Linked DNA regions of Mus musculus: all the other regions are linked to region 1. A link is a contact called in public HiChIP or PLAC-seq and promoter capture Hi-C data. All regions are on one chromosome and are shown on one strand. Each heading gives the region's core, a stretch centred on a gene start, on an enhancer-like site or on the middle of the called end of the contact. The rest is flanking DNA. Distances are from core to core; before and after follow the strand shown.

The links. HiChIP or PLAC-seq counts read pairs in DNA pulled down with a chosen protein or histone mark. Capture Hi-C pulls out chosen DNA fragments and counts their contacts.
Region 2: a promoter capture Hi-C map of liver shows a contact between it and region 1. The contact joins the promoter of Olfr279 here to the promoter of Kansl2 in region 1. A contact is called at or near these places in 1 of 39 promoter capture datasets (macrophages), 1 of 484 Hi-C or Micro-C datasets (pre-B cells), 2 of 115 datasets of contacts at active chromatin or transcription factors (both in embryonic stem cells) and 3 of 9 other capture datasets (adipose tissue, liver and pancreatic islet).
Region 3: a contact with region 1 is called in an H3K4me3 HiChIP or PLAC-seq map of the SCID.adh cell line, with 12 read pairs. The contact joins the enhancer-like site here to the promoter of Kansl2 in region 1. A contact is called at or near these places in 6 of 39 promoter capture datasets (3T3-L1-derived adipocytes, the SN4741 cell line, embryonic stem cells and 3 more), 1 of 15 datasets of contacts at CTCF or cohesin (the NIH/3T3 cell line), 3 of 484 Hi-C or Micro-C datasets (the 3T3-L1 cell line, cranial neural crest and olfactory sensory neurons), 5 of 115 datasets of contacts at active chromatin or transcription factors (the SCID.adh cell line, embryonic stem cells, extraembryonic endoderm stem cells and 1 more) and 3 of 9 other capture datasets (adipose tissue, liver and pancreatic islet).

The regions. Positions count from the first base shown.
Region 1 is chr15:98,532,532-98,537,195 of GRCm38.p6, forward strand. Kansl2 (KAT8 regulatory NSL complex subunit 2) reads right to left here and starts at 1,738. Exons shown (of 10, transcript NM_133714.5): 1 at 1,371-1,738; 2 at 987-1,245. The coding sequence starts at 1,237.
Region 2 is chr15:98,496,010-98,500,450 of GRCm38.p6, forward strand. Olfr279 (olfactory receptor 279) reads left to right here and starts at 1,465. Exons shown (of 1, transcript NM_001001807.1): 1 at 1,465-2,397. The coding sequence starts at 1,465. The coding sequence ends at 2,397. It also overlaps the pseudogene Olfr278-ps1.
Region 3 is chr15:98,587,403-98,591,559 of GRCm38.p6, forward strand. It overlaps 4930415O20Rik (RIKEN cDNA 4930415O20 gene), which reads left to right. Exons shown (of 4, transcript NM_001201322.1): 3 at 1,151-1,295; 4 at 2,010-2,186. The coding sequence ends at 2,058. It overlaps Adcy6 (adenylate cyclase 6), which reads right to left. Exons shown (of 21, transcript NM_001368413.1): 21 at 2,576-4,157. Among named protein-coding and RNA genes, the nearest start is that of Adcy6, 15 kb to the right of the region's middle. Within about 2 kb of position 2,444, at least 46 of the 459 cell types and tissues checked have an H3K27ac peak or open chromatin away from gene starts, as enhancers often do. A contact at or near this core is called in the SCID.adh cell line, where this site is marked.

The sequences.
Region 1 (4,664 bases), core at 488-2,987:
CCTCCGACCACGTGTGTGTGGCAGCACGTGAATCCTCATAATAGATGTTTAAGGAAGAAGACTTTAGAGCTGCAATCCCAGAACTCCAGAAGCCGAGGCAGGAGAATTAAGGGTTAAAATCAGTCTGACCATAATCAGAACTCAAAACCTTAATTTTTCCAGCAAGCGATTAACTAAATATCTCTCCCTCAAATGGCCTTCCAGTTCTCATTATTGGCGGGGTGGGGTGGGAGGGTTGAGACAGGGTTCTGTTTAGCCCTGGCAATTCTGGAATTCAATGCTTTTACTAGGCTGGCCTGAACTCCCAAGTGCCAGGATTAAAGGCCTGCACCACTGCTGCCAGCATCATCACCTCTGAGCATTTGAGTGTTTTGACCTGCCTCCCAAAGAGTGAATATCCTTAATACCTTTTTTACAAACACACGACCTAAAACTCCGCAGATACGACCAACTCTACACATCATGTTCCCCTTTGCACTTTAAAACTGAAGGCAGGGGACAAGCATGTGGCACCAACATTCTCCCACTCCAGTTCCAGGAGACCCAACGCCCTCCCCTCAAGCATGAACGTGGTACACCAACACACATGCAGGCAAACACCCATACACATGAAAGTTCTTTAAAAAACCATAAAGGGTTGCCAAAACTGTTCCAAGCAAGGGCGAGACTGTCTCAAAAGAGGAGCCGGGGGTGGGGGAGTCTGTGACTCTGCAAGCCTAGCTTAACCTTCTGTCTGTCCTTCCGTACCAGGAGGTACTAAAACCGACTCCAGCAAATTGGCCTCTGACCTCCCCACGTGTCCCTAACCACACAAAACAAACTACCAACGGGAAATAAATGCTTCGAAATGTAATAAAAGTCTAACGGTAGGAGGTTTGGGCGTTGAAGCAGGCTCGGTGATACAACCTGTGCTTGGCGTGCATTGAAAAGTAAGAACGACTCTCGGAGCCCGAAGGCACCCATATAACCCACGCCTCTCCACGTACCCATCTTTCTTCTCGGGCTTTGGGGCAGCACTGGGGCACCTTTTTCCATTCTTCGTCGAGACGTAACTACATTGTTTGAAGGGTGCATTCTTGTCTTCAAGAATGTGCTTAATGCAGAACTCCTGCCCCTCCAGCCGCGGCTGAGAGCACGGGCGGTGAGTGAACGAACAGGAAAGGGGCTCCTGCGACCTGGGCACTGGGGTGATCCTCCCCCGATTCGTTGGCAAGACGTGAATCCGAATCCTGTTCATGCCAAAACCTGCGGGGAGGGCGGTCACACGACAGATCGAAACGGCCTTAGCCCGGCCACGAGTCCTGGTTGCGTGCTCCCGCGGCCGCCCTCCAGCCTCCCGTCACCGACCCGCCCGCCGCCCGGGCCCCTACCACGTTGGCCGAATCTCCGCAGCAGCAGACCGGAAGCGCGGCGCCTGTCCCACGCGGCACCACTGCAACGGCGCGGCACGCCCCGCCCCCACGCCCCGGCTCGCCGCCTTTGTCCCTGGCCGCCTCAGCGCTCACAGCCCCGACCCGAGCGCCTTGGCCGTCGTCCTACAAGCGCCATCTTGTCCCACGGCTCCCGGCACCGGAGAACCTGGCTCCCCGAAAGCCTAGCAACCAGAGAGGCTCCAACGCTGCAGGAGACGACGTGCCGCGCTGAGCTGACAGAGAAGGCGAGCAGCGCCTAACAGCAAAGGAGAAGCGCCCGGCACGGCGCCATCTTACCTCCCCCACCGCGCGGCACCGCGCAGCTTGCCCTCTGGCTGCTCCGCCTGCTCGGAACGCGACCCTAGACGCTGATTGGTTGCTGCGCTGAGGGTGCTGTGCTCCTATTGGTCAGAACTAACACTAGCCTGTGGAGGGCGGGACAGTGAGAGACTCCACAACGGGAGTGGCTGAAGTGAAGTGTCTGTCAGAAACTCGGCCGGTGAGTGGGCCGTCGGAAAGGCGGGCCACCGCCAGTCGCCGGATTCGGATATTTTTCCATCTGAAGGGTTCGTCTTCTGGTGGCAGTAGTCTCCAGTCTTCTCGGGCAGCTACTTCTTTACCGTCCCTACACAGCAGAAGAGTAGACATTGGGGTGGCTGGAGAAATGGCACCGACTGCTCTTCTAGAGATCCTGAGTTCAATTCCCAGCAACCACATGGTGGCTCACAACCAACTCTAACGGGATCCGATGCCCTCTTCTGCAGTGTCAGAAGACAGGGACAGTGTACTCATATGAATAAATCTTAAAAAAAAGAAAAGAAAAAAAGTGGACGGTGGCTGACCGTGTTTTCTGTTTACACATGAAAAGGTTTTATTAGTTTTCTATGGTGACCAACCAGTTCATTTAATTTTTTTTTCTTGGTCATTTCATGTAAACACTCGAACTCTTTCTATCTCATGAATCATATATATGTACTAATTAATTTTTGTAGAGCAGCCCTAAGAGGTAGACATTATTTTTTAGGTAGACATTATTTACAGATAAAGTGATGGAAAATCAAAATGACTTCTGGCATAGCGCATGCTTCTCAACGCCCTGCCGAATAGTGTATTATAGAAACAGGCTATTCCGTTTTCACGATTCTTTAAAGATTCCAACCACACCTATAGAAATCCGATGGCTCTCTGCCTTATTCTCTTCTTCTTCTCCCCCCCCCCCCGCCCCCCTTTGGAGACAGGGTTTCTCTGTGCAGCCCTGGCTGGCCTCGAACTCAGAAATCCGCCTGCCTCTGCCTCCCAACTTATTCTCTTAAGAGAGTATCTCCCACTTGGTAGTGGTGGCAGACTCCTTTAACCCCAGCACTGGGGGGGGGGGGGGGGGGGGGAAGAGTAGAAGCAGGCAGATCTCCGAGTTCGAGGCTAACTTGGTTTACAAAGCCAGTTCCAGGACAGCCAGGGCTGCACAGAGAAACCGTGTCTCAAAAACAAAAGATGAAAAAGCCACCAGGTACGGTTACGGTAGGTAGCACACACCAGTAATCTGAACACTGTGGAGAGAGGCAAGGGGGTCTCTGTGGTCAAAGACAGGATCTGGACTTGTCTCACTGAACCTGGAGTGCACCATTTTTAAAAACTTATTTGTGCCCGGCATGGTGGCGCACATGCCTTTAATCCCAGCACTCGGGAGGCAGAGGCAGGCAGATTTCTGAGTTCGAGGCCAGCCTGGTCTACAGAGTGAGTTCCAGGACTCTGAGTAGCCAGGGCTACACAGAGAAACCTTGTCTCAAAAAAACAAGGGAAAAAAAAGAGTTACAGTGGTTTGGTGTCTCTTCACACCAATAAGAATTCAGGTACATGCGTACATGATGTAAACTCTCCCATTTAAAAATAAGAAAAATGTTCACCAGCTACTGTTCCTATTGCTGTGCCTAAGACATGATCTCCTTATACAGCCATCTTGCCTCAAATAGCTACTCTCCTGCCTCAGCTTCTTTTTTTTTTTTTTTCCGAGACAGGGTTTCTCTGTATAGCCCTGGCTGTCCTGGAACTCACTTTGTAGACCAGGCTGGCCTCGAACCCAGAAATCTGCCTGCCTCTACCTCCCAAGTACTGGGATCAAAGGTGTGTGCCACCACGGCCTGGCTCTGCCTCAGCTTCTTTAGTGCTGGGTGGAGGGAAGCTGGAGACAGGTGGATCCTGAAGCCTGCTGGTCAGCCGAGCTAGACTGCCAACTCCAGCAAGTGTGTTGTCAGTCCCAGATCTCTACTCTCTTGAATTTTGTCTGGTTAGGAATCTCTCCACAGCAAACTGACACTCAAGCTTACAGGTGACTTTTTCACTTTGTTAATTCAAATGAAGCCTCTAGGCTCTGTCTTATAAGACTATTGTGTAATATCTAACACATTGAATCTCTTCCCTGTCCAGAGAGATGCCCCCAGACTGGCCTCAAAGTCATGGTAATCCTTCTGCCTCAGCTTCCAACTGCTGGAATTATAAGCAGGAGCTACCCTGTCCAGCAACTTGTGTGTATGTGTGGGCACACTCACAGGTGAGCTTGCCTTTGCTTGTCACTATGGAGACCAGATGTCATTAGATTTCTAGTGTCCTCTGTTTCTGGAGCTTGCGGTCTAGCTGGTTAACCAGCAAGCTTCCAGGACCCAACTGTCACCAGCACTTAACCCACTGAGCCTTCTTTCCTAAAAATATTTTCTAGCTCTCTATATTCTTTATTTCCCATTTTTCTCAGTTGCTCTTTCTTGGTGTCATTTGAGTTTCTTGTTCATCTTCTCCCACCCTCAAGTTCTGAACTCTTGACTACTTTCTACCGTCTCTCTTGGTTATCTTAATGTTCTATCTCATTCATAAACTGATGACTCCCAAGTAGGTGCCATCCTTGCTTAGATGGCATCCTACCGCAGTCTGTTCAGTCGACCTCGCCATGAAATGTCTACATGAAACTTGAGATTTAATATTAAGGCTATTTCCCTGTTCCTCCTCCTGTTACCATAAACAGTAACTCTATCCTTCCAGTTGGTCAGTTCAATCATGGAGTCATCCTTGACTTGCCTTCTACCTTAGAGTAAATCCCACTGACTCTACTGCCAAGATACAGTACAACTCTCATTACTTTCAACACCTGTGAGCTCTCTGGAGCCGCCCTTCTCTCTTAAGTTGTTGAGAGCCTTCACCTGTGAAGCTATTCCATATAGCACCCAAAGGAACATTTCATAACCTAAATTGGGTGAGAATTCT
Region 2 (4,441 bases), core at 215-2,714, 37 kb before region 1:
AGAGAAACTGTTTGTCCGCGTGCTTATTATTCCTTCCACCGAAGCGCATCAAAAGTCCGCCTTGCACTTGGTGTTAGTTCTGCAACAAGAACATAAACACCAGGGTTTTATATAATACAAGACACCAGGACCGAGATCTCTAAAGCACTCGGAGATGGGTGAGATAAACGTAGCGATTGGCCAGCGTGAGGATTATATAAAGCAGAGGAATCAAAAAAGAAAAAGAAAATAAAACTCTCCAGATTCTGACCGGAGCCTGAGCAAAGTTTGTCACCAGCCTTGTTGGGCATTGCCAAACCACCTGTCCAGGAAAACAAATAACTTCCGAGAGGAGCAGGTTCTAGACTAACTCGGACCTAACTGCACCTCGCAGGGTAGATGCTCTGGTTTTCCAAGTCTTTCTTCCTTCCTTCCTTCCTTCCTTTCTTTCTTCTTTCTTCTTTCTTTCTTTCTTTCTTTCTTTCTTTCTTTCTTCCTTTCTTTTTCTTTCTTTCTTTCTTTTTCTTTCTTTCTTTCATTTGTGTGTGTGTGTGTGTGGTGTGTGTGTGTGTGTGGTATGTGTGTGTGTGATGTGTGTGTAGTGTGTGTGTGGTGTGTGTGTGTGGTGTGGGTGTGTGTGGTGTGTGTGTGTGTATGGCGTGTGTGTGTGTGTGTATGGTGTATGTGTAGTGTGTGTGGTGTGTGTGTGTGGTGTGTGTGTGTAGTGTATGTGTGTGGTGTGGTGTGTGTGTGGTGTGTGTGTGTGTATGGTGTGTGTGTGTATGGTGTATGTGTGGTGTGTGTGGTGTATGTGTGTGGTGTGTGTGTGTGTATATGGTGTGTGTGTGGTGTGGTGTGTGTGTGTGTATGGTGTGTGTGTGGTGTGGTGTGTGTGTGTGTGTGTATAGTGTGTGTGTGTGTGTGTGTGTGGTGTGTGGTGTGTGTGTGGTGTGGTGTGTGTGTGGTGTGGTGTGTGTGTGTGTATAGTGTGTGTGTGTGTGTGTGTGGTGTGGTGTGTGTGTGGTGTGTGTGTGTGTGTATGGTGTGTGTGTGTGTATGGTGTATGTGTGGTGTGTGTGGTGTATGTGTGTGGTGTGTGTGTGTGTGTGTGTGTGTATGGTGTGTGTGTGGTGTGTGTGTGGGGGTGTGTGTGTGTGTGGTGTGTGGTGTGTGTGTGGTGTGTGTGTGTGTGGTGTGTGTGTGTGTGTGTGTCCATCCCCCACCATCCCCCAAAAACGATGCTTGGGAGAAAGCACTATAGAACAGGGTATTATGCAGGAGATGTGGACCCAAGCAAATGGACTCAAACCATAATTCCATCAGAGTCATGTTGGGTATTGGTCCCTCTTAAACTAACAGGAGACGGTAAAGCCTGTCTCTGACACTTGCTAAGATATTGTAAACAGCGAGCCAAGCATCGAGTGTGGTCCTAGTAGACTTTTGCTCACTAATGGCCGCCTCCCTCTCTTCTGGGCTCAGATCTCCATGAGTGGTGTGAGTGAGAACCAGACCACCTGGCTGACCCTCGTGGGCTTCGGGAAGCTGAAACACCTGGGCTTCCTCCCCTTTGCCCTCTTTCTAGCCATCTATGTGGCAACGGTTGGTGGCAATATCCTCATCGTGCTTGCTGTGGCCTCCAGTCGGACCCTCCACACACCGATGTACTTCTTCCTCTGCCATTTCTCCCTGCTGGAGATCGGCTACACATCCAACATCGTGCCTCGGCTGTTACAGAGCTTCCTGGAAGGTGGGGACCTCATCTCCTTGGTCGGCTGCCTCGCCCAGTTCTACGTGTTTGCCTCTCTGGCTGCAGCCGAGTGTCTCATGCTCTCGGCCATGTCCTATGACCGTTACTTGGCCATTTGCCACCCCCTTCATTACCCGGTCCTCATGAGCACCTGGTGCTGTGTCCGCCTAGCCACGGGGGCCTGGTTCAGTGGCTTCTTCTTCTCTGCCTTCACTCTGGCCTTGGCAGCCCCTCTGTCCCTCTGTCCCGGCCGCAGGGTGATTGATCACTACTTCTGTGACTTCGCTCCGGTGGTAGGGCTGTTCTGTGGAGAGGTGTGGGTCATGTGGGGGGCTGGCGTGAGCATCTCGGGCTGCCTCACACTCGCCCCCTTCCTGTTGATCGTCGCGTCCTACGTCTTCATCCTGCGGGCTGTGCTGAGAATCCCTTCCAGCCACGGGAGGCAGAAAGCCTTCTCCACCTGCTCCTCCCACCTCAGTGTGGTCGCGGTATTCTACGGCACTCTCATCGTGGTCTATGTGGCCCCGACAGAGCACATGCCCGCCTTGCTCCGGAAGGCCTTCTCTGTCTTCTACACAGTGCTTACCCCCATGTTCAACCCCATCATCTACAGTCTCAAGAATCAAGAGGTCAAATGGGCTCTCCGTAGGCTCTGCAGGCAGCTCCTCTGAGGACGTGCCCCCGCTGAGGTGGACACGGTCAGCTTTTAACTTCTTCTTTGATTTTTTTTTTTTTTTTTTACCTTAGCCCCTTCCTCCAAAATCAGATGGAGAAAGAAGGCCCTGGTGTTGAAAAGACAAGACAATAGATTGAAAGCAAATTCCTAACCACAGGAGGGATCTTCAGTTTTCCATTGCGATTTGGGTAAAGATCGCATGCCTCAAACAGGGAGGGCCTAAGCACTTTGGACATTTCATAAACATTCATTTTGAATGAATGAATACTAAAATGAATGCAGGAAGGAGCTGGGTGGCAGCCCCATGGGAAATATTTACAGTTTCTTTATTATTTTGTTTATATATGGATGTTTTGCCTGTATGTGTGCGCGCGCGCGTGCGTGCATGCGTGTGTGTGTGTGTGTGTGTGTGTGTGTGTGTGTGTGCGCGCGCGCGCGCGTGTGTGTCTGTCTGTGTCTGTGCACAACACCCATGCCTCTTGCCTGGCACCATGGAGACCAGAAGAGAGTGCAAATTCCTTAGAACTTGATTTCTAGACAGCTGTGAGCTGCCATTGTGAGACCAAACCAAGTAAAATAGACCTTGCAGGCTAAAGGTTCTGTTTGCAGTTAAGACCGTTAAGAATAAATCACTAACCAGGTGGTGGTGGTGACACACATCTTTTATCCCAGAACTCAGCAGGCAGAGGCAGGTGGATCTCTGTGAGTTCCAGGCCAACCTGGTCTACAGAGCTAGTTCCAGGACAGCCAGGACCACACAGAGAAACTGTGTCTTGAAAGCAAAAACAAACAAACAAACAAAAAAGGAATACATTTGTTTGATGCGCCTGATCACCCGTGGGCAGATCTACCTCCGAGTGTATATCCGTGCCCCTGGTTGAACCTGATGGGAAATGCCTTATGGATGTTTCTTTATAAGCCTCAACAAAATGTGACTCATTACCATGTCCTGCAAACCCTGGGATGGTCCTGGCCAGAGCCCATGCACCTGGCCAGTATCTAAGTAAAGCTTCCTTCAAATTTGGTTCAAAAATTGTCTTCCATGATTCTCAGGTTTAATACCATGTAAGTGCTGAGAACTGAACTCGGGTCCTCTAGATGAGCAGCCAGTACTCTTAACCAGCAAGCCATCTCTTCAGCCTCTACTTACAGATTCTTAATCCAAGGCTGCTAAGTCTAAGGTTGGAACCAAAGGAAAGGGGAATTAGTATTGTGAACCAGAATTAAGATAGGGCTTCCTGCCAGGCTTCAAGTGCTGGCTTGTAGATGAAGGACCAAAGCGCTGAGCCCTAAGTCCCTGGCTGTGCTGGCCAGAGCAGAGGCAGGCAGACAGAGGTTTGCCTTGGGAAGCAAAGGGCAGTTAAGAGAGTCAAAGCTCTAACTACTCAAGCCTAGAGCCCAGGAGACCAATTAGGCCGCTGCTGGGTGAGTTTCAGTCCCCATAATTGCTGTTGGACCAATAAATAGTGAAGGAAGGAAGGAAGGAGGCAATTAAATGGGAAAGAAGGTAAGTTAACCCCAGTAAGGTGACTCTGACTCTCGAAATAGCTCTGCCTCTACCAGAGGTTCTTTGAAGGCTTCTCGAACAGCAAAAGCTAAGGGAACTAGCGCGTGCCCTTTGCCCCAGAGGTTTGGGCAGACTGGACAATGTAAAATTGCATCTCTTTAAAAACAAAAATCCAGAACAGTCTCCCAGGAGGTGGTGGTGCACGCCTTTAATCCCAGCACTTGGGAGGCAGAGGCAGGCAGATCTCTGAGTTCGAGGCCAGCCTGGTGTACAGAGTGAGTTCTAGGACAGCCAGGGTTACACAGAGAAATCCTGTCTCATAAAGGAAACAGACAAAAACAGTCTGAGGTATGTCCTAATGATAGAGCAAGTGCTGAGCATGTATGGACCCCTCAGTTAAACAAACCCGCAACACAAAAACATTTCTAGGTTTTTACTTGAACTATATCAATGTGTGTGGGGTTTTTCTTCCAAAGTGTGATACATGACCCACCGGTGTTGGGATGATCTGAAGTAATTGTTGTCTCTGAGG
Region 3 (4,157 bases), core at 1,194-3,693, 56 kb after region 1:
ATGCAAAGGGGACCCTGTCTCAAACAACAAAAATATATTAATTGACAACATGAGATTATGAAAACCAAAGCAATAGAGGAAGGCAGTCAACATTAAACCTCTGGCTTCCACACACACGCACACAGGAATGAGAGCATGTGCACATGCACACGCAAGCACGCACATGCACACGTGCGCGCGCGCACACACACACACACACACACACACACACACACACACACACACCTTAGTCAGTAAGGTGCTTACACTGCAAGCAGAAGGACCTGAGCTTGATCCTTGGGCTTGGAAGTACACACTCATAACTCTAGAGCCGCAGAGGGGACAGGTGTATCTCTGACGCTGGTTGACTCTGCAACCAACTTGGCCTAATCATGGAGCCCCTGGTCCTAGTGACAGACTTTTCTTGACGGCTCCTCGGGAACCTTTGGCTTCCGTGTATACCTGAATATACACAAGCCTGTATGTAGGTACACTTTCACACACACAAGTACCTTATATAATATTTTGAGCAGCAGGTGCTTGACGATAGCATCTGCACGTGGTTTCTCAAAGTGGGTGGGGTCATTTTTTTTTCCGTTTCAGGGAACTCCTCAGAATGAGCAGATTACGCGTTACTTCAGACAGAAGGGGAACAGTGAGTGAGGGCGATTGAGAAAAGATATTGAGGGAGAAGATAGAGACTTGACGGGCTGGGGGCTGGGGGGACACCTAGGGGGTCCCACCGCTCAGAGGAGACAGAGAAGAGAGATGGGGGGAGGACTGTGGAGCAAAGTGACTGGAGAAGGGCAGTGACCGGGATGTAAAGTGAATAAGTAAAAAAAATTTTTTTTTAATATAATAAAAAATATATTGAATCAATACTCCATTTTGTACACTTCCCAAGTGGGTTTCCACCTGTTTTCCCACAAGTCTTAGAGATGGGCTTACTTAGTACCAGGAAAATCCAAGACTAAACCATGTGACCATGAAGGGTGTGAGATGGTGGAACCCAGAAGTGACCTAGGGTGTGTCAACCACATACCCAGGAGCCTTCCGCACCTGGTCACCTTCCATACCTGGTTACAACAACTTCCTGGACCGTGCTTTTGATCCCAAGACAGAAAAACAAAAGACTCTGGAGGAAATGAACACCTGCCTTTCTTCCCAAAAGTCCCCAATCAGGTCTTCAGAGTCCCTGTGACTGATGCTCAGAACTTCAGCTTCTGGCGGTCCAACATCCCAGGCGTGCGTCCAGAGAAAGCCATTCCTTGGATCAAGACTCCACACCATTGTCTCATTAAAAGCCCAATGACCAGGTGAGGTCTTGGCATCATCTGATGCTGAGGAGGGTCAGGGTGGGAGATCAGCAAAAACTCTCTCCCCACAGTGAACCCGGAGTCTGTTTCAGCTCCATTTAAGTGTCAAGCACCTTTAGTTCCAGCATTGGGGAGGCAAAAGCAAGTGGATCTCTGTGGTCTGTGAGTTCAGAGCCAGTCTGGTTTACAGAGTTCCAGGAGAGCCAGAGCTCAAAAAAGTGTGTGTGTGTGGATGTCAGAGTATAGAAGAGGTTTGAGCCTTATCAAGGAAAGTGGGCCTCAGACCCTGGGGCAGTGTGGTCTCTACATGGTGTAGCTGGATCTGTCTGCTTTGCTTTATGGGTGACACTTTGAATAGGCACAGAATCGATGTCTCTAGCATTCCTGCGGGGTCCTGAGGGTGTTTCCACCCCAACCAGCATCCATTGACAGTAGTCCCTCTCCATCATGCGTGCCCACATGCCCAGAGGCAGTCACAAAGGTCTTTTTTTGGTTTTTGTTTTTGTTCTTTTCTGAGACAGGGTAACCCTGGCTGTCCTGGAACTCACTCTGTAGACCAGGCTGGCCTCGAACTCAGAAATCTGCCTGCCTCTGCCTCCCAAGTACTGGGATTAAATGTGTGTGCCACCACACCCGGCAGTCACAAAGATCTTGTATATCCCTTTCCCTTTATCCTGGCGTGGCTCAATCTGAGACAGTTTCTCTCTTTTTCAGATTTGTGGACCATTCTCATCTCAATGACAAAACCTTCAGTCTTTACTGAGGAGCGCATGCTTGCAGGACAGATGAAAACTGGAAGGGAGGGCGAGGAGGGGGTGAAGATGGCCAAGCCATGAAAGAAGTGGGGAGAGGGGGGAAGAGTGCAGAATAAACAAATTGAACTAAAAGGCACTTTTGCATCCTGGGTGTGAGGAGGCAAGGGAGTTATCCCAAGGCCATGAGTCCTGTGTGAGATTCCTCATGAAGCTAGATCTTGGTGTGAGAGAAGTGAAGGGCTATAATGGCAACACCAGAGGTCTAGACCTAATGCACGGCAGGGGTCAGAGCAAACACCTGGGGTGAGACATTTGCCCTCAGGATGCTGAAAGGCCTAGAGCAGTCATGCTGTCTGAGGAGGCTGCAGCTTTATCCTGACAGGCACAAAACCACAGGAAGCTGTTAGATCACAGATGAGAGAGGCCCAGAGACTCCTGGGAGAGGAGCTTGCTTGCTTTACCAGGGTTTGTCACTTTCTGACCCCCAACCCTGCACCCAAACAGCTGCAGAGAACAGGGCTTTTCTTTTTTTTTTTTTTATACAAAGAGTTTGATTTTATTGATATTTAAATATATTAAATATTTCACTGAAATACATGGTACGTCACCCTCCCCCACTCCGACAGTGGTTACATTATAAAACCAGAGCCCATTGCCTCCCGTGCCCTGACTTCCTCCCCAAATGGTGAGGAGAGTGGCTACGGTAACTCAGAGAGGGACATGACTGGCTGGCACTGTGGTACGGGGAGCCAGGGTGTGGACAAGCCCCTCCCACCTGGCAAGAAGCAGACCCAAAGCCAAGGTCTCCCTGCTTTGGCTTATATACCTCACACCTGCCCCAATGGCGTCTAGTAGTCCCTTCCTATCCAAGGCTAGGATATGGCTCGGGGAGACAGAGGAAATTTTCTGCCTGGACCAGCTGATCTTCCTCTCCTCTGCCTTGGCTAATCAAGCGCCCAGTGGTCCACCGATTGGTACATGGAGATTTCCAGGAAAGCAGTACCAAACCAGAACCCAGGCCTCTGCAGAGAATGGGTGGCAGAAGCTTGAGGAAGGGCCAAAGTACAGCCTGCCCCTTCCGCACCTCCTGAAACTCTCCTCTGCCTTTCCTGCCCACGTCTAAGATCATCAGTCGACATGGAGGCGTAATGCCTCTGGCTTAACTAGATGCAGACAGAGAAACCAAGGCACCAGCTAACTCAGACCAGAGTCAGGGAGGCTGCAAGGGTCAGAGGCAGGCAAGGGCAGGCGAGGACAGAGTACAACCCTTGCAGGCTTCGTGAAGATTGGGAGCCGGGGCTAGAGTCTAGCCATGGTAGATTCAGGCCGAAGGCTTGGGGCAGCCCAGTTCCAAGTTCCTAGGTTCCCATCCCCTAGTACCAACATCGGGGTCCTCAGAGAGGGATCCCACACTACCCCAGTCAGAAAGCACACCATGCCCCCAAGAGACAAGCCCAGGAACCCAGGAAATGCCTGCACCTCTACCCACAAACCTCCAACAGTTCAAGTTCCAAGGAACACTAGAGATTAAGCAGGTGCTTGGGTCCCTGCCCTAGGCAGGGGGACAGTCATAGTGCAGATATGTGGCCCCCAAATGGCACTTAGGGATTTGGCACAAAAAAGGACTCCTCTCCCCAGACCGTTATCATTTTACTACCAAACACCACCCAACCTCCTGTGCAACCTGGGTATTACTCTCCATCCCTTGGCACAGGAAACTTGGCCTTAACGCCAGAAGACAGAGGCCCACGGGAGAGAGGCAGTCCCCGGTGAAGAGCTGAGGAACTGGAGCATGAGGACACATGGAGACCTCAAAGACAGACAGACAGACAGACAGACACACATACACACACAACACACAGGCCCACACAATTACACAAACACACAGGACCTCCCTAGTGCCAGACTTAGGAGGCCAGGTTTGGGGTCAGGTCATCTTTTTTGGAACCCTGACCCTTTTGCTATTTGGCAATACAAGGGATAGAGATGTTCCATGGCCCCTGCCAGCAGGCAGCAAGTGAGCATTCGAGCACACTGAGACCTCAGGTCAGTGTGGCGGCCTCCTCCTCCTCCTCCTCCTCCTCCTTCTCCTCCTCCTCCTCCCTGG